2 separate regions of the Zea mays genome follow, and region 1 is linked to region 2. A link is a contact called in public Hi-C data. All regions are on one chromosome and are shown on one strand. Each heading gives the region's core, a stretch centred on a gene start, on an enhancer-like site or on the middle of the called end of the contact. The rest is flanking DNA. Distances are from core to core; before and after follow the strand shown.

Evidence for each region. Hi-C and Micro-C count contacts between places; a contact is called where the count stands out from the background.
Region 1: a Hi-C map of ear shows a contact between it and region 2, with 1.6 times the contacts expected there. The contact joins the promoter of LOC100216595 here to the promoter of LOC100382616 in region 2. A contact is called at or near these places in 2 of 25 Hi-C or Micro-C datasets (ear and tassel).

What each region holds. Positions count from the first base shown.
Region 1 is chr5:183,093,292-183,097,749 of Zm-B73-REFERENCE-NAM-5.0, forward strand. It overlaps LOC100216595, which reads right to left and starts at 2,864. Exons shown (of 8, transcript NM_001143009.1): 1 at 2,490-2,864; 2 at 2,253-2,394; 3 at 2,050-2,128; 4 at 1,825-1,949; 5 at 1,068-1,169; 6 at 879-947; 7 at 693-791. The coding sequence starts at 2,707.
Region 2 is chr5:182,813,689-182,818,276 of Zm-B73-REFERENCE-NAM-5.0, forward strand. LOC100382616 reads right to left here and starts at 2,052. Exons shown (of 18, transcript NM_001175341.1): 1 at 1,522-2,052; 2 at 1,338-1,437; 3 at 712-768; 4 at 573-619; 5 at 111-144. The coding sequence starts at 1,583.

The sequences.
Region 1 (4,458 bases), core at 1,614-4,113, 280 kb after region 2:
TAGCTAACTCTGGAAAAGAAGCAAACATGCTAGTAGTCCGTCCTTGGATAATAGGTTAAACATGGACTAATTAAATATTTCTTTTTTTTCTAATGAATTCTACTCATCAATTAGCCTCTAATAGTTTTTGTTAGACCATAATTAGTTCATGTTTAGTTTAGTCCATCCAAACACCCCTTAAGTAAATGTTTTCCATTCTTATTTCCAACTCCAGGAAAACAGGACAGCACAGTGTTGTATACCACAGTGCGCAATTCATCCAAAATATTTAGTGGTACTGTGCAATGTGGTCTACTGTATACTGAACTCGCAAGCATAATTCTCAATGCCTTAACGACGATGTTAGTGCCAAATTTAGCTCAAATCTCGTTCTCAATGCCTTAAAGATGATGTTGGTGACTTGGTGCCACGTTCAGCTCAAATCTTGTTCTTGGATAGTTCCAACACTCGATTCACCGTGACTTAAGTGTTCCGTTTCTGTCTTCCATGGGAGGAATTGTGCTTTATCACCTGCTCCCATTTTTTCTAACTCTTTTTAAAAACTTAAAACTGAAGAGATTAAATAACACAGTATCAACTAGCCCTTGATGAGAAGTAATTATCTGGGTTGCCTTTAGAGTATAGCACTAACACCTACAAATATATTCAAACTTATGAACAGTACAGGACAACAGAACAACGGATTATCACACCTGATTGGGGGAAATGTAGTATGGGTTCTCATACCATGTAGGACCACCAAAACTACCACCAAATATTTTGATTGGATTCAAACAGAACCTGGGGCCAACCTATATAGAGCAATCCAAGCACAAATTATTATTTAGACAAAACTAGGAAGCACATAAAGTATCCATATAGAAGCTCAATGCAATTACCTCAATAAGTGTCATTTTATCCATACCACCTTTATCAACTTTATCAATCTCATTGTGGGGAACAGAAATCTGTCAAAATAAGTTGGTTTCTAAAATTCAAATGGTGCTAAGACATGAACTTTGCATTGCACAAAAAAAATGAACCTAATCCAAATAAAAATTCATTCTGAAAAATGGGAGATAGATCACCTGGTAGTTTCGAAACCAAACATGGCCATCCACAATGGAGAAGACAAATACATGGTCATGGAAAGGTTTTGCTTTACGGTGATCTTTAGGAGTAGCAAATATCTGCACAAGTACAGGTAATGGTTTCACGATCATGTTTTGCAAGAATCTTCTAGTTCGTAAGAACTTATTTGTCCCATAAGCAGATGAACATGAAAGTTCACATACATCATCAACAAAAGTTGGTTTGATAGTATAATAAGCAGTATTAACTTCATATACACCCATCTTTTTGTTATACAGTGCAGTGGAAATGCAAGATTAGATAGCAGCATGCATGATGTTATTATGTTCTTATCGTTTCCAAAAAAGAAAGAACTAGAGCCAACATATGATAACCTTCAGTAGTTCAGTGCATGTGGATTAAAATCCAGCAAAAAAGCTAATACAATTTCATTTTTGAAAATTTCGACATTTACCACTGCGTCAAACACCAGTCTGCTCTTTTACCACAGGGTGTCGCAATGACAAGTGGGTCTTGGTCCATCTGTCATTGACACATTCCAGTGCTAAAATAGCAAGGTGGAGTCTGACCCTGTTGTATGTTTGCAAAATCCTCTTAGATTTTTATCATTAGAAAACCAAGTTGTTTCTATAACAAAGAGAAAACGACACATGCAAATCTGGATAACTGGATAGATCAGGGCAGTTCATCAACATCTTAAAAAATGATTAGCAACATGTAGGTACAGCATAACATGTGAAAACAATTACATACATGAGTTATAATTTCCTTCACAAGCTTCCAATGAGGTTGCTCATCAAAATTTGTAGAAAATGTAAGAAGTGGCCGTGACCCTTTCAGATGGTTACCCGTAAGCTTCAACTCCTCCATGGTGTGAACTACATCATCACATCGTGATTAATCATTAAGTCACGACAAAAGCATACAAATTATAAACTGGAGTGCATAAGACAGCCACAGTGTAAGTATTATTCATACCAGCATTAACTAGAAATTTCACTGATGGTCCTCCAGGAGACTTCACCATCCAAAGGTAAAGATCCTTCTGTTTTCGGCACTGTAATACATGAAGGAAAAAACTTTCAATGTTAACAGAACTGTAATAAATGTAAGCAAAAAAGACCATGTCAATGGTAACAAGATTTCCACCATGGGGTGGAAGCATAGTAGAAGAGCCATACCTCGAAGAAGAGACAACTGGAGCAGCTCCTGAGCTCGAGCATCTCGTTGAGAGCGTTCCCCTTGCTCTGCTTCGACTCGACCTTGCTGTCCTTCTTCGCGTGCGGGAGCATCGACAACACGTCCTGCATCAGATGACGATACCTACGTCGAGCACGCACGAGTGAATGGAATCATCCTCATACACCACAGGAAACGAGGCACGACACTGCATGAGGGGAAAAAAAGGGAGCACTCACCTGTACGTGATGCGGCGGGAGCAGGTGATGAGTACCTTCTCCCTGTTCCTAAACGGCGCCACCGCGGCCCTGGAGGCCGCGGAGTCAGGCACGGCGTCGGGGGCCGGATCCTTGAAGCCGAAGAGCGTGCGCTCCGGGCGCGCCGGTGCGGAGTCGTCTGGCTTCTCTGCGCCGGCCGTCTCTGCCTGGGCGTCGGTGTGCTTCCGCTTCTTCGCCATGGCACTAGGTGCGCTTCCGCGTGGGCTCGAAAGCGCCGCCGCGGCGGCGAACTGTCAGTGCCTGAAGGGAGCACCGGAGCAGGCGCGGGGAGGCGAGCACGACGGTGAGCTAGGGTTTAACTGTTAAACTCGGCCGCTAGACAGAGAGAGACGCGCCAAGTAGGCCTGATAGGCCAGGATAGCCTAGCAGTGCTTATCATCCATCACAGGCCAGGCCGAGACGGTCGTGTAAGTAGGTAGGCCAGCCCATTATTCATAGGGGCTGTTTTGGTTCATCTTTTTTCTGACCAGCTTTTCTGAAAATTTAGCTGGGGGAGAATCTGAATATCATTACGATTACATATGGAGAAAAATAAAGTTGTTCATAGGGCTCAGGATCTAGAAAGTGACGGATTTCTACTATTACAATGACTCAACCGATTATGTGTTTATGTTGATTTTGGATGGTTTTTGCCCCAACAAATTTTATAGAAGCTGGTTGAAAAGCTAAGCGTTTGGCAGTCCGCAACAGCTTTTGGTGGCCAGAAGCTGTCAGAAACCGAAACAAACAGGGCCATAGACTCTTATTCATAAGTTGTTTGCGGTTTACCCGACTAGTAACCCGTGCGAGTGCGAGTATGATAACAAATTTATACCCGTGAACTTATATAAGTAACCCTAAGAGTATAATTTTTTGATGAATATATATATATATATATATATATATTGGTACTACAGGATATCCTTATTTGGACCCCATCAAATAAAGTTTAGTGTGCGTCATGTCATTTACTTGAATATCAACTAACAGTATTAAATATATTCTAATTAAAAACTAATTGCCCACATGAAGAAATAAACTATGAAATGAATTATTAAGCCTTATTAATCTACGTTTAGCAAATGATTACTACAACATCAAATGAACAAATCATGAACTAATTAGGTTTAATAGATTTGTCTTATTGTTTAGTTTTGTATAATTAGTTTTATAACTAGAATCCTTACCTCGGTGTTTAGATGCTAGCTAGAAGTATTAAATATAGTATAATTATACAACTAATTATATAGATAGAGATTAAACGACAATATAACCTTATCAAACCTAATTAGTACATAATTTACTCATATAATACTACAATAAAAATTTACTAATCATAGATCAATTAAACTTAATAAATCCGTCTCGCTGATTAATCTACATCTATATAATTAATTTTAAACTATACATTTATTATTAGTATTAAAATATTTGATTTATAACTAGTATTAACATATTTGATTTGAGACGGACTAAGGTCGCGTTCGTTTTGGCCTGTTGGGCGTGTTTCGGGCCTGGTTCCAGGGGAAAGAAATAGCCTGGTTTTGAATTGGGTCGTCCATCCAAAAGGTGTTCGTTTAGGGTTGGGAAGAAATGGACTGGTTTCGAATTGGCCCGGTGTGAACTTCTTTTTCTTCCACCACTGTCTGGCATTAATCCTCGTCTGGTGGCGTCCTGGTCCAATCCGTAACCCTGGCGGCGGAGGAGGCGAAGAGACGCCGGCGCCAGGTGACAGCGTGGCGGCGCCAGGTGACGGCGTGGCGGCGCGAAGCAGCGACGACGGCCATCCTCCCTGCTAGGGATGAAAACGGTCGGAAACGGAATTTATTCGGTAATCAGTTTTTTCTTTGATTGCGAATAAATAGGATATAGAATATACAATATAAATTTATATTCTTGTTTTTAACATCCAGCTTATTAAGATTCATAAAAGGTAAACCTCAAATTCATC
Region 2 (4,588 bases), core at 802-3,301:
TGATATTACTCGTATGACAAATTTATTCTGACAAAATGGAAGGCAGGGAGCTGGAATTTGCAGTCATGCTAAACTAGAAAAAATATATTTGCACCGAATATGCATTTTACCTTTCTATCGAATTCTATTGCTGAAACACCCTCCCTGTTCAAATACAATAGCTGTTAAAATGGATTAATGGAGCTGTAGGAAGGTGACAATTACATCACTATAAATAAAAAAAATACTCGGCCGGAGAGGGAAAGATCGCCCTCCCGGTATTAAAGACCGAAACATGGTCTCGGCCAAGAAATCCCTGAACACTGGCCCACATCGCTAGCGGGTCGTCACCGCCCACTCTACAACGGCCCAGCCAGAGGGTGGCGCGCAGGCGCGGGACGTAACCTGGGAGCGGGCAAGGGCGAGGCACAGCGAGGGGATTTTTTTAACCAAGCCAGAAATTCGCCCCCGAGGGGAATCGAACCCGAGAACTGGAGGTGCTACTCGGAAGCCTTAACCATTACGCTAGAGGCCCTTTCGCCATCACTATAAATCATGAAAGGTAACACTCCAAAAGCTATAAAAAGACTGACCTTACTGGATGAAAATTTATAGTTGAAGCACTAATTATTCGATCCACCTGATAGAAGCAATCACAATAAACCTGTCAGTTGTATGAAGTACTGCAGCTCAGTGTTACAAGAAAAACATGGACCAAAGGATCAGCATTACGTATGTCCGACACCTTTCCTCGCCATGAATGTAATACTTGTGATCGAAGGCCCCAACCTTGTCAAGATAAAATTAAATGAGAAAATTAAAAACAAGATTGGAAAATGTATATTGAAAGGTAAGAATAAAACAGACAAAAAAATGTCCCCCATTTTCCATTTTCCAGAGATGATATCTAAAGTTCTAAACTCCTAGTCCCCAGTGCACAACCGTTAACACAAACAGACCATAGGAGCTAGTCGGCAAAAGTTGTGAAGCTCATAAGTCATAAAGATATTTCTCCCGGATTACAGTACCTTTATTCTCTATTTTGGCATTGAGGAGCAGATATTCCACTAAATAATTTAACATTTTGTTTTTGAGCAGAAACATATAGCTGTGCTAGGATTAACTAAAGGGGGTTCTAGGCCAGGATAAACTAAAAAGGGATAGTTGCACTAGGATTAGGTTACTATAATTAAACCTTGGCCTGGAGAGTTACCCGTCCTGTTTAACTCCTACTATTAAGAAATCTCAAATGGTCCTGTTTAGCTCCTACTACTAAGAAATCACAATGGCGAACTAAATAAACAACAAAGAACCAAAAGCAAAACTATTATCAGCTATCTGTTTCGAGAGTATGGCACCTCGGTGAAGGAATCAAGAAGGAGGCGCGAATCTCTGTGCTGGAACCTGGAGTCTATGCGGCCGTCCAGCTCCGCGATGATGCGCCTCCACCGGTGTCTCCTGCGGCCCAGAAGAGGTTCAGACTTCAGAGGGCAACGAAAAGCAAAAGGCAATCGAGGGTTGTTCTGAGGGGGCGCGGAGCACCTAGGAGGCGGCGCGGGCTCCTCGCCACAATGAGGCGGCGCCGGCACGAGGAACTTGTCCATAGCCGACGGCTAGGGAAGGCACCACTCGATTAGGGTTAGAATGCCTGTTTGGTAGGACTCCCAACCAGCTCACACGGGCTCCCGCTCCAGCTAAGCTCCATGTTTGGTAGCGGTAGCGCTCCCGAACTCGCTCACTCTCGACGGCGCGGGAGGCCGCAGCGGTGCAGGATGACGAGGAAGGCGAGCTGTGAGAGATCGCCGCGGCTCGGGAAGCCCTCCAGGCAGCCGTGAAGTAAGAGGAGGCTCGCAGAGACCGCCGCCGCCGTCGAATCCTGCCGGAGAAGGGCGGCGGGAGCAGCGGAGAAGGAAGCGACGGGAAAAAAGGCGAAGCGGGGCGGAGAATGGACGGTTGGAGCCGGAATGCCGGATGAGCGCTTCTCACGCGAGCAGGATGCCGAATCGCGGCGGCGTTTGGAAGCGCGCTCCCGAATCTCGCCGAGTGGAGCCGAGTACCAATTACCAAACAGGCTAGACCCAGAGTATGTTCCCGCCAAAATGAGAATTGGCTGAAAATGCAGCTAGCGCGGCGCGCCGGCGCCCGCCCCGCAAGACGCGATTTTTTTCCAGAAGTAGTGTTTGCCAGTTTTTACTTAGGGAACATATCGATGCTCAAAAGGGTACGGTGCTCAAATACATATTTTAAATCTAGAACGTTCATCCAACATCTAACATCTAACAAAAACACTAATTTTACAAAAAAACTTCTTTCACCTTCCTCCTTTGGTGAGAGTGGTTTTTAATCAAATTAACTGTTGTCGCTGGACGTGAGATGGATGTCTCAGATTTAAAATGTATACTTGAGCACTATACCCTTTAAGCACCAAATATGTTCCCTTTTACTTATGCTTAAACACAGGGCCATACATGAAGGGTGCTGAGGCGCCGGAGGCACAGACGGAGGGTGCAACCGCACTCAGGGCTCTAAAAATTGAGAGCCTCTAGCCATTAGATACTAGCATTTTTTTGTTAAACTTATTTATTAAACTAATGTCTAAATTACTTATTAAATATTTTTTCCGTTCTAAAATAATATTTTTAGATTTTACTTTTTTATATTTATATTTAAGATGACGACGAATATAGACACATATATGAAACATATACACTATGAATCCACTAATAAAAACAAATTGAATTCTATTATGATACATACATGATGATTGCTTCGGTGGAGAGAAGCTTTTTAAATAGAAATTTTTTTATGAACAATTTAAGGTCAACAATGACTCAAGAGAGGTTAAATGGTTTGGTGATTCTTTATATTGAAAGGAAGTTGGATGAGATTGATCTCAATGATATAAACGATAACTTTATATCATAAAATGTTAGAAGAAATTTTTAGTAATATCATGTAACAAGTGTTTTTGTTATATTTCTATATTTATTACTTTATAAACTTCAAAACAGTATGACACTTTTTATACGTTAAATATATATATATGTGGATAGGGTCACCATATCGAATTTCGCCTTAGCCTCTAAAAAGTCAGAAACGGCTCTACTTAAATATAAAGATACTCGATAACATATCAATTATGAAGTTGTTTGGTTTGGTGCACAACCACCTATCCTGCTATACGTATGCAAATATAAAGATTCTGTTGACTGACCTAGGTTGTGCAAAAGAGATCTCCTAGACTCGCTCTAGATAAATGCATTTCAGGCTGTCTCCGGCAACGTCCCCTAAATTTGAAAGTCGCCTAGAGGGGGTGAATAGGGCGAAACTGAAATTCACGAAGTTAATCACAACTACAAGTCGGGTTAGCGTTAGAAATATAATCAAGTCCGCAAGAGAGGGCGCAAAACAAATCGCAAGCAAATAAAGAGTGTGACACGCGGATTTGTTTTACCGAGGTTCGGTTTTTGCAAACCTACTCCCCGTTGAGGTGGTCACAAAGACCGGGTCTCTTTCAACCCTTTCCCTCTCTCAAACGGTCCCTCGGACCGAGTGAGCTTCTTCTTCTCAAACACTTGGAACACAAAGTTCCCGCAAGGACCACCACAGAATTGGTGTCTCTTGCCTCAATTACAAGTGAGTTTGATCTCAAGAAAGATTGAGAAAGAAAAGAAGCAATCCAAGCGCAAGAGCTCAAAAGAACACAAGCAAATCTCTCTCACTAATCACTAAGGCGTTGTGTGGAATTTGGAGAGGATTTGATCACTTGGGTGTGTCTAGAATTGAATGCTAGAGCTCTTGTAAGTAGTTGAAGTAGGAAAACTTGGATGACTTGAATGTGGGGTGGTTGGGGGTATTTATAACCCCAACCACCAAACTAGCCGTTTGGTGGGGCTGTCTGTCGCATGGTGCACCGGACAGTCCGGTGCACACCGGACAGTGTCCGGTGCGCCAGCCACGTCACCAGGTCGTTGGGTTCCGACCGTTGGAGCTCTGACTTTTGGGCCCGCCTGGATGTCCGGTGGCACACCGGACATGCACTGTAGAGTGTCCGGTGCGCCACTTCGCGCGTGCCTGACTTCTGCGCGCTCTGGCGTGCATTTAATGCCTCTGCAGGTGACCGTTGGCGCGAGGTAGCCGTTGCTCCGCTGGCTCACCGGACAGTCCGGTGCACACCGGACATGTCCGGTGAATTATAGCGGAGCGAATTCCCGAAGCTGGCGAGTTCCTGAGATGCTCTTCCTTGGAGCACCGGACAGTCCGGTGAATTATAGCGGAGTGCCTCTAGATTTTCCCGAAGGTGAGGAGTTCAGCGTGAAGTCTCCTGGTGCACCGGACAGTCCGGTGCGCCAGACCAGGGCACACTTCGGTTATCCCTTTGCTCTCTTTGTTGAACTCAATCTTAGTCTTTTTATTGGCTAAGTGTGATCCTTTGGCACCTGTATAACTTATACACTAGAGCAAAACTAGTTAGTCCAATTATTTGTGTTGGGCAATTCAACCACCAAAATCAATTAGGTGTAAGCCTAATTCCCTTTCAATCTCCCCCTTTTTGGTGATTGATGCCAACACAAACCAAAGCAAGTATAGAAGTGCATAATTGAACTAG